Regions from separate parts of the Sus scrofa genome. Here all the other regions are linked to region 2. Evidence: chromatin contacts called from public Hi-C and HiChIP or PLAC-seq data. All regions are on one chromosome and are shown on one strand. The core of a region is the stretch at or near the end of the contact, and the rest is flanking DNA. Distances in the headings are between cores, read along the strand shown.

Region 1 (4,566 bases), core at 1,660-4,159, 640 kb before region 2:
GACTCCAGACGATATTACAAAGCTACAGTAATCAAGACAGTGTGGTACTGGTACAAAAGCATACAGACCAATAAAACAGAACAGAGAGCCCAGAAATAAACCCCAAAATCTACAGTCAATTAATCTTTGACAAAGGAGACAAGAATATAAAATGGGAAAAAGACAGTCTCTTCAGCAAGTGATGCTGGCAAAACTGGACAGCTGCATGTAAATCAATGAAAAGAGAAAACACCCTCACACCATGCAAAAAAATAGTCTCGAAATGGTTTAAAGACCTAAACAAGACACCATAAAATTTCTAGAAGAGAACACAGGCAAAACATTCTCTGACATCAACACTACAAATATTTTCTTAGGTCAGTCTCCTAAAGCAATAGAAATAAAAATAAACCGGTGGGACCTAATCAAACTTACCAATTCTTGCACAGCAAAGGAAACCATTAAAAAAAAAAAAAATACAACCTAGGGAATGGGAGAAAATAGTTTCAAATGATGCAACCAATAAGGGCTTAAATCTCCAAAATATACAAACAACTCATACAACTCAACAGCAAAAAAACAAAGAATCCAACTGAAAAATGGGCAGAAGACCTGAACAGACATTTCTCCAAAGACATATGGATGACCAACAGCCAAAGAAAACATGCTCAACATCACTAATTATTAGAGAAATGCAAATCAAAGCTACAATGAAGTACCACCTCACACACGTCAAAATGGCTATTATGAACAAGCCTACAAATAACAAATGCTGGAGAGTGTGGAGAAAAGAGAACGCTCCTACACTGTTGGTAGGAATGTAAACTGGTACAACCACTACGAAAAACAAAATGGAGGTACCTCAGAAAACAAAATATAGAACTACCATATGATCAGCAATCCCACTCCTGGGCATCTATCCAGACAAAACTTTCATTGAAAAAGACACATGCAGAGTTCCCATTGTGGTGCAACAGAAATGAATCTGACTAGGAACCATGAGGTTTCGGGTTTGATCCCTGGCCTCGCTCAGTGGGGTAAGGATCTGGTATTGTCATGAGCTGTGGTGTAGGTCGAAGACGTGGCTCACATCTGATGTTGCTGTGACTGTGGCGTAGGCCTGCAGCTGTAGCTCCAATTTGATCCCTAGCCTGGGAACCTCCATGTGCCACAGGGGTGGCCCTAAAAACCAAAAAAAAAGAGAAAAAGATATATGCACCCTTATGTTCATTGCAGCACTAACTCACAACAGCTAAGACACGGAAACAACCTAAATGTCCATCAACATATGAATGGATTAAGAAGACGTTGGAGTTCCCATTATGGCACAGCAGAAATGAATCCCACTAGGAACCATGAGGTTGCGGGTTCAATCCCTGGCCTCACTCAGTGGGCTAAGGATCTCGCGTTGCCGTGAGCTGTGGTGTAGGTCACAGTTTCGGCTCAGATCCCACGTTGCTGTGGCTGTGATGTAAGCCGGAAGCTGTAGCCCCAATTGGACCCCTAGCCTGGGAATCTCCAAAGCTTTGAGGGTGGCCTTAAAAAAAAAAAAAAGACATGGTGTATATATACAGTGGAATACTACTCAGCCAAAAAAAAGAACAAATTAAATGTCATTCGCAGCAACATGCATGGAACCAAAGACTCTCATACTAAGTGAAGTAAGTCAGAAAGAGAAAACAAACAAAAAAAAATGGAGTGTCCATTATGGCTCACATTAACAAATCCAACTAGCATCCATGAGGACTCACCTTTGATCCCTGGCCTTGCTCAGTGGATTAAGGACCCAGTGTTGCCACAAGCTGTGGTGTAGGTCACAGACACAGCTTGGATCTAGCGTTGCTGTGGTGTAGGCCAGCAGCTGTAACTCCAATTCGACTCTCAGCCTAGGAAATTCCATATGCTGTGGGTGTGGCCCTAAAAAGCAAAAAAAAAAAAAAAAAAAAAAAAGGAAAGAAAGACAAATACCATATATCGCTTATATCTGGAATAATGGCACAAATGAATCTATCTACAGAAAAGAAACAAACCCATGGACATGGAGAACAGGGAGAAGGGGAGGGAGTGGGATGGGCTGGGAGTATGGGGTTAGTAGATGCAAACTATAGCACCTAACCCTAGAGTGGATAAGCAATGAGATTCTGCTGTATAGCATAGGGAACTATATCTAATCATCAGTGATGGAACACGATGGAGGATAACGTAAAAAAGAATATATATATATATATATACATATACACATACATATGTATAACTGGATCACTTTACTGTACAGCAGAAATTAATAAAACATTGTAAGTCAACTATAGTAAGTTTAAAAATAAAAAAAAAAAGTCTACCAACTTCAAAGTTGTGTTAAAGCTAGGTGGAAATTGGGAAGAAGTTTTCCCTGGACTATATATACAAAGTGAAGAGGATCACCAGGTTGCACAGCAGCATGAAAGTGGTTTCTATATTTAATTCCAGCTCCTTGGTGATTCTCCAGTAACAGGCACGCCACCTGTCTGACCCTCCATTTCCCCATTCACAAAGAGAGAGCAATGCAGGCTCCTCTCATAACTTGACAAGGCAGTGTTCTGATACAAAGAGACGAGCACTGTGGGAATAAAAGCAGCGCACCAAAGAAACACATTATTATGGAGATTATTACTGAATCATTACCCGCTAGAATGAAGCTCCCCACGCAAGAGATAAAGCCGGAGAGGAAAGAGTTGAAGGGGAAGGTCCCCACGAGGAGACAGTAACCGAATTGCAGCGCCCCGGTCAGCAGTATATACAAGAGATATGCATCCAACAATTTCAGACGCTGAGGAGTGGAGCTCAAGTACTCTTCTAAGAACCGGGAGATTACCGACAACACCGACGCCGACATGACTATAAACTTGGTACTTCGGCCGGCGTACCCCAAGCTCCTAGAGTACCAGACGACCACACCGGATGTAGTCTTAGCGCATGCGCAGCGGTACAGCCCAGCTCCGTCCTCCCCGATTTGCGCAGGCGTATAGACCGACCAAGGCGCGAAACAACCAATGCGCAGACGCAGAATACATCCTCAAAATGAGAACTACAGCCAGAGAAAGCTAGTGCGCCTGCGCAACGGATCTTTCCCTGTGCTGGAGACGTGTACTCTTTTTGTTCCATTTCCGCCGTCAGGTTGGTGACGCCCACAGTTGCTCTAGCAACAAGATAGTGCGGGAGGAAGACCGGGAGAGGCTTTACAGCCAATAGCGAAGCTACTCCGAGGTTTGGAGTCTCTTTGGTTCACTCACGTTCTCAAACATATACTATTTAGATCTGCTATAGGGCAATGTCTGGCGCTCTCCGGGTTCAGTACTTGTTCGGTCCTAATTCTGTTAAGGGCGCTAACTGCGATCCGTCCCAGATCATTGGAGCAAGTCAGGTTGCCCCAAAGTTGGAACCACCCGATCAGTGTCTGAGCGGGCACCAGTTTAGACGTGGTTATTGGGGGTGGGAGGTGTGGGGCGGAGTGGGGGAGCTCGACTTTACCCGGTCCTGAACTGGCTTTAGGATCTAGACTTGGGGACGCTTATTAATAAGAGCGATAGAATCAAACCTCAGGTATTCATTCAGCAGACATTTATTGGGCTCCTCCACATTTTTTGAATTGTAGTTAGTCAATTGTAGGTATTCTTCGGTGAATCTGATAGTCTTAAAAGAGCTGGGGGTGGGCGTGGGGTGAGAAAGTCGATTAAATTGCATAGAGTATACGATCAAGTTTAGCAGCGTGCTACTCCCAACCTAGCATCTTGAACCTGTTGTTGAACTATCCCAGAATGTCAGTGCTGAAAGGCCTGAAAGAGCATTGCCTGGTGCCTGGTTCAAACTCTACCCCTTCCGATTTATTTTGCAGAAGAAAATGAAGGTTTAAGGTTTTGTATTTTAACAAGTGGAATTAGTTACTTGTATTTAGTGTTTTAACCTTTTTGAAAAATAAGGTCCACCTTAGTTTCTGGCTTTTGCCGCGTTTTTTGTTTTGTTTTGTTTTTTTCCCATGCCAGAGGCTTGTGGAAATTACCCTGGCCAGGGATCAAACCAGGTCACAGCAGCAACCCAAGCCACTGCAGTGACAATGCCAGATCCTTAACCCACTGTGCCACAAGAGAACTCCTGCTGCCCTTTTATTTTAGGTGAATCTGATCTAACAGACCTAGCTCATCGCACTTTCAGCTGCAAGTAGCATATAACCAGGTACTTTTTCAACTTATTAGTAACTTTAAACTATCCTAGCCACTCAAGCAAAATTCCTAAAACAGCAAGTAAACCTTCCTTAGTTTTCATTTGTTGTTTGTGTTCACACTGGAACCAGGAGTTCCCGTGGTGGCTCAGTGGTTAACGAATCTGACTAGCATCCATGAGGATGTAGGTTCGATCCCTGGCCTTATTCAGTGGGTTAACGATCCGGCGTTGCCATGAGCTGTGGTGTAGGTTGCAGATGTGGCTCGGATCTGGCGTTGCTATGGCTGTGGTGTAGGCCAGCAGCTGTAGCTCCAATTCAACCCCTGGCCTAGGAATCTCCATATATCGTGAGTGTGGCCCTTAAAAAAAAAAAAAAAGTAAACTGGAACC
Region 2 (4,806 bases), core at 1,070-3,569:
CTGCAGTGTAGGTCGCAAACTGCGGTTCAGATAACAAACTGCAGCTGGGATCTGATCCCTGGCCCAGACAAAAAGGAAAAAAAAAAAATTGAACTTGAGCCTAGACTTGTGGTTAAAGCAAGAGATCATTCAAATAAGAGAACAGATATGATCCTGCTAAATTCCCTAAATGTTTACTCAGAGAACTGAAGTATGTTTTTGAATGAAATGTGTTTTGGTGAGAGTTTTCAGGACCTTAAGGGGCTTTTAGTGATATTCATGTGCTTCTTAAGTTTTTGGATCAAGGAACTCTTTGAAAATCAGAAATTACAGACCCTCAGAAAGTTATGACTTATACCCCCCCACCAATAAACATTCACACTCTCATATTATATATAGTATAATCTCAGGGGGTTCACTGAGTGCCCACAAGCCCAGGTTAAGAAACTCTGCCTATGTCCTCCCGATTTAATAAATAAAGGCAATGTGTGGTAATTGCTTAAAGAAGAAACAACTTTTTATGAATGAATCAAAAGAGTGGATGGAAGCCTCAAGAGAATCTGAATTAGCCTTGAAGGGATTAGGTATTGGTGATATTAGTTGGAAAGAGTGGCAGCCAGGGATGTTCAACTGGGCCAGGAGCCTGACTTAACAGATCCTCACTGGATTACATGGTAATCCACACCCACAGGGCACTGGAAACTAGAGGCTGTTAGGCTACTTTCCAGTGTGCCAAAATCACCTGCTTCCTTCAGTCGTTCTGTGTCCTCAGGCATGGTGTGTGATATTCCAAGCCTGCTTAGGCCTATTGTTTTTCTGTGTTTATATAAATTCAACATCACATAAACCTATGAAAAAATTAGTATGTTAAGAATTGTTCCTATGAAAACAGTCACATGCTTTCAAAAGACGTAATACAAAGGAGCGTACATTTTAAAAAACTTGAGAGTAGGCAAGACAACTGTAAAAGAATGGAAGGGGCAGGGGACTTAAAAATCTCAAGAGGTATTCCATTCAGATTTAAATGTTTTTAAATTTGTGTTTAAATTTCCACTTCACTATAAAGAAACGAAACCTGGAAATCACAGATGAGAGGCAGTGGCTCCTGTCTCAGACTGCACATTAGAATTACCTGGAAAACTGAAACCAGAGCATTCACCTCCTCACTCCGACTTAATTAGCCTGGACTAGGGCCCAGGCATAAGTAGTTTTAAAAAGTTCTCAGGGTGCAGTCAGATTTGAGATTTGCTTATGTAGTTTATACTACAAAGGCAACTGGGACTGCCAGTCAGCAGAATGTACACAAAGAAAACGCCTGGACACTAACCCAAGAGATTGGTGAAATGAATGTACTTTTAATGACAATGCTTAAGATGTGTATGCATCATTTAAAAATTCCCAGCTGGCTTTTTTGTTTTCAATTACTGCCACCTACCTATCTTAACCATAAAAAGCGCTTCAAAGGTATGGTGAGAAGGGGGGTCATATGATAAAAGATCTCATCTGGGCCCACATTACCAAATAGGTCTCAGCTTGAGTCTTTCGGTTCAGAAGTCTCAGATTAGGACGCAACACCAGGAACCTCTGAAGACTCAGGTTCTCACTTTACTGGTTTGATTTTCTGAGTATGGCTGGGTAAAGGGGTCAGAAGGAGTAGTTTCTCTTAAACCTTTCATTCCCAAAGGCCACTGCTCCCCAGGAATAAGGCCAGGTTTCTGTGCGTGTGTTGAGGTCGCCAGGAGGTAGTCGTGGAGGGGAGGAGGGGAGGCCTTGGGAAGGAAACGTTTCTCCTATCCTCCATTTCACAGGCAGTCTAGAAGGCTCCGAACTGGGTCAGAGAACAAAAAGTTGCTGCACTTGGGGCGATGAGCCCCAGAGAGCAGGCGAATCTTTATCCTCCCCTTTCCGAGGGCGTCCCAACCCTGCTTTCCCCTCCTCCCTACACACCCACTCACCCTCCCCCAGTTACAACAGGGAACCGAAAAGTCCAGAGGAGAAAGGAGAGAGAACCGGGCAACTTCGAACCCAGAATTCTCCTCCCCCTAGCGCGGGGATGGAACTCCAGAGGTCGGAGATCGTACACGGGCTGGGAGGGGAAGTCGAAAGGGCTGGGGATCACTCACCGCTGTCCGGCCCGGGCGGCGGCTCCCAGCCTCGCACCATGGGCCGGGGGGAAAGGGGGAGAAAGGGCAGGGGGCCTCCGGGGTGAGAATAGGGTTGCTGCCCGGTGCGGCCTGCTCCGAGCCCACCCGCGCCGAGGGCCAGGACCGGGACTTGCCCCCCTCCCGCCCCCGAGAGCGCGCCGGTCAAGCCCAGCCCAGCTCCAGCGAGTTGGAGGCGGGGCGGATGGGTGGGGCGGGCCCCAGGGGCGGTGCCAAGGTGGCCAGAGTCCTGATTGGTGGGTTTAAGGAGGCGGGCCCCGGCGGAAGGGGCTGAGCCGGCCATTGGCAGCGTGGGTCTCTGTTGAAGTCCGCTATTGGCTGCGTTGTGCCTCAGCCGGGGTGACTATTGGGTGCGTGGGACAGGGAAGATGTCCCCCCGCCGCTAGGGTGCCGTGAATGGTACTCCGCCCCGCGCTCCCCCGCCCCCCCCACCTTGTGGGCACCGGATCTTCGGAGTCCACAGGGCCCTGTTCCTGCTGGAATTCCCCAAGGAATTCACAGCAGTTTGTTGAACTGTCCAGACCGCCTACAAACTACTCCTTATTTGTTTCCTCCGGAAGGAAGACTTTTTCTGTATTCCTTTCCCAGCTCACACAAGGAGGCGCGCGTTCCCAGCTGCCGTCGGCGGCGTCACTGTAAACGCGTAGAGCAACCGGGAACTTGTATAGAATGTCTTGGCCACCCCGAAAGACAAGGATCCTAGCAGCCTGGCACCTTGGGCCGCTTCCCGGGTCCAGTTGTCACCAGACGGATGTTCTCAAAGAGGAAGTGCTGGAGGGGTCACCTTGTTTAGGACACTCCACACCTCCCCAGGCCCCCCTTTCTGCCATAGTAAAGAGGACCTGGAGCTGTAACTCATATTTGGGACCGTGGGTTTTGCTGTCAAGAAAGGGTTTACACTAAAACAGTATTCCACACCACAATTCTGGGCCGTAAATTTGTATAGTCAGGATTCTCAGTCTTCTGACTAAAACTTGGGAACAGTACTTTTTTTTCCTTCTTTCTTATTGTAGTCAATTTACAATGTTCTGTCAATTTCTGCTGTACAGCAAAGTGACCCAGTTATACATATATGGGAACAGTACTTTCAGAAGTGACTCTTCTGTATTCCACAGACTTCACCCCTTCTCGTGTACCCCCTAAAATTCAGCCATCATAACTGCTACTTCTGATTCTTCACCACTCCACACTAAGGTCTAGAGCTTTTTTAGGATTGCAAAGCATCAGAAATATATCTGTGCTTCAGCTCAGAACCCTATTTTCTTTTGTGTGCCTTGCGTTTGCCCATTCCTCTCCTCTCTCCCTCAGCACATTTAGTAACAGTCTCAGCTCCTAAAAGCTGTGTCCTTTAAGCTAGTATCCCACAAAAACATCATAGGAGTAAGCAACAGAAACAATATTCTCAGTTTTAGAATTAGAAACTTTTAATCTCTTAGGATTAAGCCAGGGCTGTGGCATATACAGATCTTCTCTTAAATCATGACTTATTACAATATCCCAATGGTTTGTATGTAACGAAAGAAGGGAAAAGTGAAATATTTCAGGCAGTGGCTGCTCGCAATTGTCAGTTCATTCTCTTATAATCCAAACAATGAGCTTGTTTGTCTGGAAAGCCGGGCAAGCACTATAAGAATTTAGTGGTTGCCCCTGAAGGTTTCAATCAGTCACTCTGGACATCACTGATCATGGGCTGCGAATTACGAAGGGTAGACAACTCAGCCACCTTTCTTGTCTCAGAAGGATACTCATTCCCAAGTTAGGAGTAGGGAACAGAACTGAAGACAGATTTAGGAGAAGAATCCAAGGAAAGGAGAAGAAAGACCTCTGGCAGTTCTGGAGAGCAGGCTAAAGCCTCCCTCTTTTGTGTGGGTTTCATCCTAACACTTTAGAAGATGGAGTAGATTGGGATGGGGGAGGGGAAGAGAGGAAGCGGTCCAGACTGACATTATCAGAGAAGGGAGGGTCCCACCTTTTGCAAGACAATAATCTTCCCAGCTCTTCTAAGGACTAGGGCTGCAGAATTTGGATTTACCAGGTCATCCTCAACCTTTGGTGAAAACACCCTCTCCCATTTGCAGGGTTCAGTAAGATTTGCAGGGCTGATCAAACACATAATTTACCCAATAGCTGAGAAAGCTAGAGGAACTTAAGGCCTCTCCCTTGCACTCTTCCAAAGCACTGAAAGAGTCCTAATAATGTGTTAATATAGTCATAGGTTTTTGTAGAATTTGAGAAAAAATAATTTAAACCGCAGTTGGTCAATATTGATGTCTCTTTCCTTTCTGACTTCCCCTCCATCATACTTCTCCTTTTATACAGTGGCAGTGGAGAAGCCATGGGCATTTTGGGATTGACTAACAGTGTTGAGTTGGGGATGTATTTAGTTTGGGTTTAGGAGGTATGCATCTGTGGTTTGCAGTTACTTCTGTGAATAGTTAAATATTAAGTGTAGTGTTATGGGCTGAACTGTGTCCCCTTGAAATTCTTATGTTAAAGTTGTAACTCCCAGTACCTTGGAATGTAACTGTATTTAGAGATAAGGTCTATAAGGTAATTAAAATGAGGTCTTTAGGAGTTCCCGTCGTGGCGCAGTGGTTAACGAATCCGACTAGGAACCATGAGGTTGCCGGTTTGGTCCCTGCCCTTGCTCAGTGGGTTAACGATC
Region 3 (4,465 bases), core at 555-3,054, 530 kb after region 2:
AGCTCTGAACAGGGCAGGAGGAAGAGGAGCGTCATGCTATCCAGCCTCAGTTGTCAATAATTCATGAGGTTCAGACTGAGGGGCACCAGTCAGAGAGTCAGTTTTCCTCGGACATGGGGGAAATTAGACTCAAGCTCTCTTATCTCATAGGGATGTGCTGAGTACCGCAGCTGTAACGTCTCCGCAGAGGAATAAATGACAAAGCCAGCGCATGCTTGTTGTGTCATTCACTACGCAGACACCCCCTTCGAATGCTGAAATCCTTTTCAGCTCTTCAGCTGACCTACACATACACTAAATGAATCTTTCACAAGTATTACTTCTATTCAACAGTGATTCCCGGAACTGCATTTCACAGACCAGGATTGTTTCTCCTCTAATTGTAAGGACCGACATCGAGTTGTCAGACTGGTTTTTTCACCAACAATGCTTTTCTCAACTACCCATCTGCCTTCATCATCTTCTCTTAACCAAAAGACAAACTTCAAAAAAAAAAAGAGCAAAAGCCTTTCCCAGAAAAAAAGGACTATCGGTTAAGTTAAATGAGCTTAGCTTTATGAAACTCACTATATGTTCTTTATTTTTCCTTTTTTGCCTTGAATTAGTGAAAACACTGCCATGGATCAGCCCAACTTCTCAGCCTGGCATTTGGAGGCCATGGGGTTAAACCAATTCAGCTGCTGACACGGGGTCTGTCAGGGCCTTTCTACAATGTACCATAAGCCATCCAGATTTATTAATTCTCCCAGAAACCCAGGAGGGAGATCATTTCAGCTCAGTTGGCAGAAGTGGAGGCTGAAGTCTTGGACACAGAATTTATAGGCAGAGAGGACCTTATCCATCATCTACTCTAGCATCTTCAGCTTACAGACAAAGAGCCTGGCCTGTGGCGGCAATAATAATTACTCTATGGTGGCAATAATTACTATGTGTTTAGTAGTTTACAGTTTATGAAGTGCTTACACACTAAACAAATATTTATTGAGCTAGGATGGAGGCTAGGACCTGGGGACATAACGATTAAAGAGAACCTGAGTGCTCTCGACTTCCCTGGATTTCCACCACTGTTTAGGGGACCTTCTAGCCTCCTTGCTACTGCTTAGTCCTGAAAATGGAGAAGTCCTCTTACGGTGTAGGGTATAAGAGCTCCTATCCTGTCAGGATCTTTCATTGCACACACTGGTCACTACTGGTGATGAGAGTCCGCCCTCCAGGCCTATGGGGATGGAGGAAAACTTGAGCTAGGGTGAAGGGCAGTGCCTAGCTCAGCTGCTCCCCATCATGTGTCTCTCCTGGGCTCCTCCACCCTCACCTGGGACCCTCACGTGGTGCTCTGTGGGGACCTCAGGCCTCACTGCCATGGGCAATCTCAAAACATTTGTCCTCCCGTGGGCCATTGCAATTGCAGAAGTGGACTTCCTTGGAAAACGAAGTCCATCTTGGGGTTCTGGGAAGCAAAAGCAAGCGACTCATAGTCCCCTCTCCCCCAAGAAAAGACGTAGAAGGAGGGGTGAGAAGCAGAAGTAGAAGGAGGGGTGGGAAGACAGATGAGTCTTCTGGCTCCCGGAGGTGCGGGCTGCCCTACAGGAAACCAGAACCGACAGCACGGTCCACACCCACCCGCCACGTGGACTGGGAGACTGCAAGACATCACGGCCGTGGCCGGCAGGGGGCGGCCGAGGCCACAGCGGGCCCTCAGCGCAAAGCGGGCGGGGAGCGGGAAAAGCCGTCCAAATCTAGGGCTGGTGGGGACAGTGGAGGCGGGGATAGAGGGGCGGGGAGCAGGGGGAGGGGAGAGGACAACTGGGAGCGGAATGCGCAGCTGCGCGGGGACGCGGCTCGCCCCACCCCCGCCGCTGGTTCTATTTTGTCAACTTCCCTGGGCGGGACAGAACTCAGAACCTGGTCTGCAACATGCGGGCGGCGGGGCAGTTACTGAGGGCCTGTTCCCAGACGTGGAAGTCGGTGCGGATGGCCAGCACCGGGGTGGAGCGCCGAAAACCGCTCGAGAATAAGGTGGCACTAGTAACAGCCTCCACTGACGGGTGAGTGCCCGGGGGCCCAAGTCTCAAAGGCACCCCGCTGTCTGCAAACAGGTACTAATTCCTTGTCCTTTGCCTCCTGTGCCCCCGTCCTCAGGCCTCACACATAGCCAGAGTTCCTCCCAGGCAGGAAGGAACCACGTGGTTGGCCTGCGGCCCCTCGGAATGCCCAGGGCCTGATCACCACCCCACACTCATTGCCAGCCCTCTTGTCACTGTTGCCTCTGGCTCTACTGCTCCACCTTGGTGCTGACCCTACCTCACCCCCATCAGTCCAACCTCCCAGGGTCCTGGACTGAAATCCAAAACAGTCCAGATGCCAAAAATCCATCCAGTGCCTCCACCCACTGTGGAAATGTTCCAGGCACCCCATTTTGACACCCAGGAGTCTCACAGAGCTGCACCCCTTACCTAGAACAGACACAAGACCCATATGCTGTCCAGATTTAATTTTTTTTCTCTTTTTAGGTTCCCAGGCTAGGGGTCTAATGGTAGCTACAGCTGCTGGCCTACACCACAGCCACAGCAAAGCTGGATCCTCAACCCACTGAGCAAGACTGAACCTGTGTCCTCATAGATACCAGTCGGATTTGTTAACCGCTGAGCCATGAAAGGAACTCCCAGATGTGTGTTTAGTTCTGTACATTTTGGCCTCCCTCACCTAGCCTGTTTCTCACTAACCACTTTTGTCTACGCTGTTTCTTATCCCCACAGAATCTTGCTAGATGCCAGCTCTTCACAAATCTCAAATACAAATGGGAAATGCTAATGGCTAACAAGGGCAATATATGTAACCTTTTCTCCAGAGGGGGTATGTAAAAAATTTACGTTTGTGGAGTTCCCATTGTGGCTCAGCTGCAACCCAACTTCTATCCATGAGGACTCAGGTTCAATCCCTGGCCTCCCTCAGCGGTTTAAGGATCTGGCATTGCCGTGAGCTGTGGTATAGTTTGCAGACAAAGCTTGGATCTGGTGTTGCTGTGGCTGTGGTGTGGGCTAGCAGCTGCAGCTCCGATTTATTTGACAAAAGATAACTCTTAAAAGATAACTAAGGAGAGAATATTGAGATGATGTAGACTAGTAGATATTTGGGCGAAGGGGCTTTTCTGAGTGAGACTGTCCAATCAGAGTCTCACTGCTATACCCCTACCTCATTTCTCTCCCCTTAATCCCTGAGGGATGGGGGGCCTGTGACCATGGGAACCTCACCTCAGGGTCCTGAGAAAAATAAGTAAACCAATGCCGAACATATGCTAAGCTTGTCCATCTTTATGGTAATGGCTATGCCATCAACCTTGCCTAACACAGGAGGTCATACAGAGGGAGAGCTGGAATTCAGAACGGAGGCAGTCTGACTCAAGAGCCCATGCTCTTACTCGTTTCCTGTGCTAGGCTTGACTTATCCTTATCTCTCTCTGGCCCACAGGATCGGCCTCGCCATCGCCCGGCGTCTGGCCCAGGATGGGGCCCACGTGGTGGTCAGCAGCCGGAAGCAGGAGAATGTGGACCGGACAGTGGCAACACTGCAGGGGGAGGGGCTGAGCGTGACGGGCACCGTGTGCCACGTGGGGAAGGCCGAGGACCGGGAGCGACTGGTGGCCATGGTGAGCAATAGGATATGAGCACAGAGCCTGGACAACATGGGTGTGATCCATGCTGGCACTGTTAACTAAAAGATAACAGTGTGTTCCGCATACTCACACAAGTCCACCAGCACATTTTTATTGTGTAACTTTCAGTTCTGTCTCCAAAAATCATCCCATCTCAGTCAAAAAATCAAAAACCACTCTAAGGCTGCAACCCTGCACTGTCCCTTGGGGCACCCAAAAAAAGCCAGCTGGTCCTGGCTTTTCAGTAGCTTCCAATCTCATTGGGCAGATGAGAAGGGTAATTACAATCACAAAGTGGGTATTCCCACTATGAGCTAATAAACTGTTTATTCATCTTTTAAAGTTGAGTCCCTAGGAGCCTGCAGGAGGCAGCCCACCATGTTTCAACCACCTACTGTGTGCCATTCACTTTGTTCAGAGCCTTATGTGGGTTATCTTTTTGTTTGTTTGTTTGTTGTGTTTTGTTTTTTAGGGCCGCACCCACAGCCTATGGAGATTCCCTGGCTAGGGGTGGAATCAGAGCTATAGCTGCCAGTCTATACCACAGCCACAGCAACACCAGATCCAAGCTTTGTCTGCAACCTACACCGCAGCCCATGGCAATGCCAGATCCTTAACCCACTGAGCGAGGCCAGGAACCAAAGCCACGTCCTCATGGATACTAGACCGGTTTGTTACTGATGAGCCACAATAGGAACTCTGTGGATTATCTTTAAACAGCAACGCAAACAAAGCCAGGACTAGTCTCCCTGTTTAAAGGCTGGTTTAGAAAGCTAGAGCAACATCCCCAGTCCTACAGCTGATAAGAGAAGA

Evidence for each region. Hi-C and Micro-C count contacts between places; a contact is called where the count stands out from the background. HiChIP or PLAC-seq counts read pairs in DNA pulled down with a chosen protein or histone mark.
Region 1: a Hi-C map of heart right ventricle shows a contact between it and region 2, with 3 times the contacts expected there. The contact joins the promoter of DAD1 here to the promoter of HOMEZ in region 2. A contact is called at or near these places in 1 of 47 Hi-C or Micro-C datasets (heart right ventricle) and 1 of 2 datasets of contacts at active chromatin or transcription factors (alveolar macrophages).
Region 3: an H3K27ac HiChIP or PLAC-seq map of alveolar macrophages shows a contact between it and region 2. The contact joins the promoter of DHRS4 here to the promoter of HOMEZ in region 2. A contact is called at or near these places in 1 of 5 promoter capture datasets (liver) and 1 of 2 datasets of contacts at active chromatin or transcription factors (alveolar macrophages).

Annotation. Positions count from the first base shown.
Region 1 is chr7:76,430,383-76,434,948 of Sscrofa11.1, reverse strand. It overlaps DAD1 (defender against cell death 1), which reads right to left and starts at 2,909. Exons shown (of 3, transcript NM_213944.1): 1 at 2,641-2,909. The coding sequence starts at 2,851. ABHD4 (protein ABHD4) reads left to right here and starts at 3,113. Exons shown (of 7, transcript XM_021099270.1): 1 at 3,113-3,222.
Region 2 is chr7:75,786,697-75,791,502 of Sscrofa11.1, reverse strand. HOMEZ (homeobox and leucine zipper protein Homez) reads right to left here and starts at 2,319. Exons shown (of 2, transcript XM_003482254.4): 1 at 2,103-2,319. The coding sequence starts at 2,142.
Region 3 is chr7:75,252,933-75,257,397 of Sscrofa11.1, reverse strand. DHRS4 (dehydrogenase/reductase (SDR family) member 4) reads left to right here and starts at 1,804. Exons shown (of 8, transcript NM_214019.2): 1 at 1,804-2,045; 2 at 3,469-3,646. The coding sequence starts at 1,915.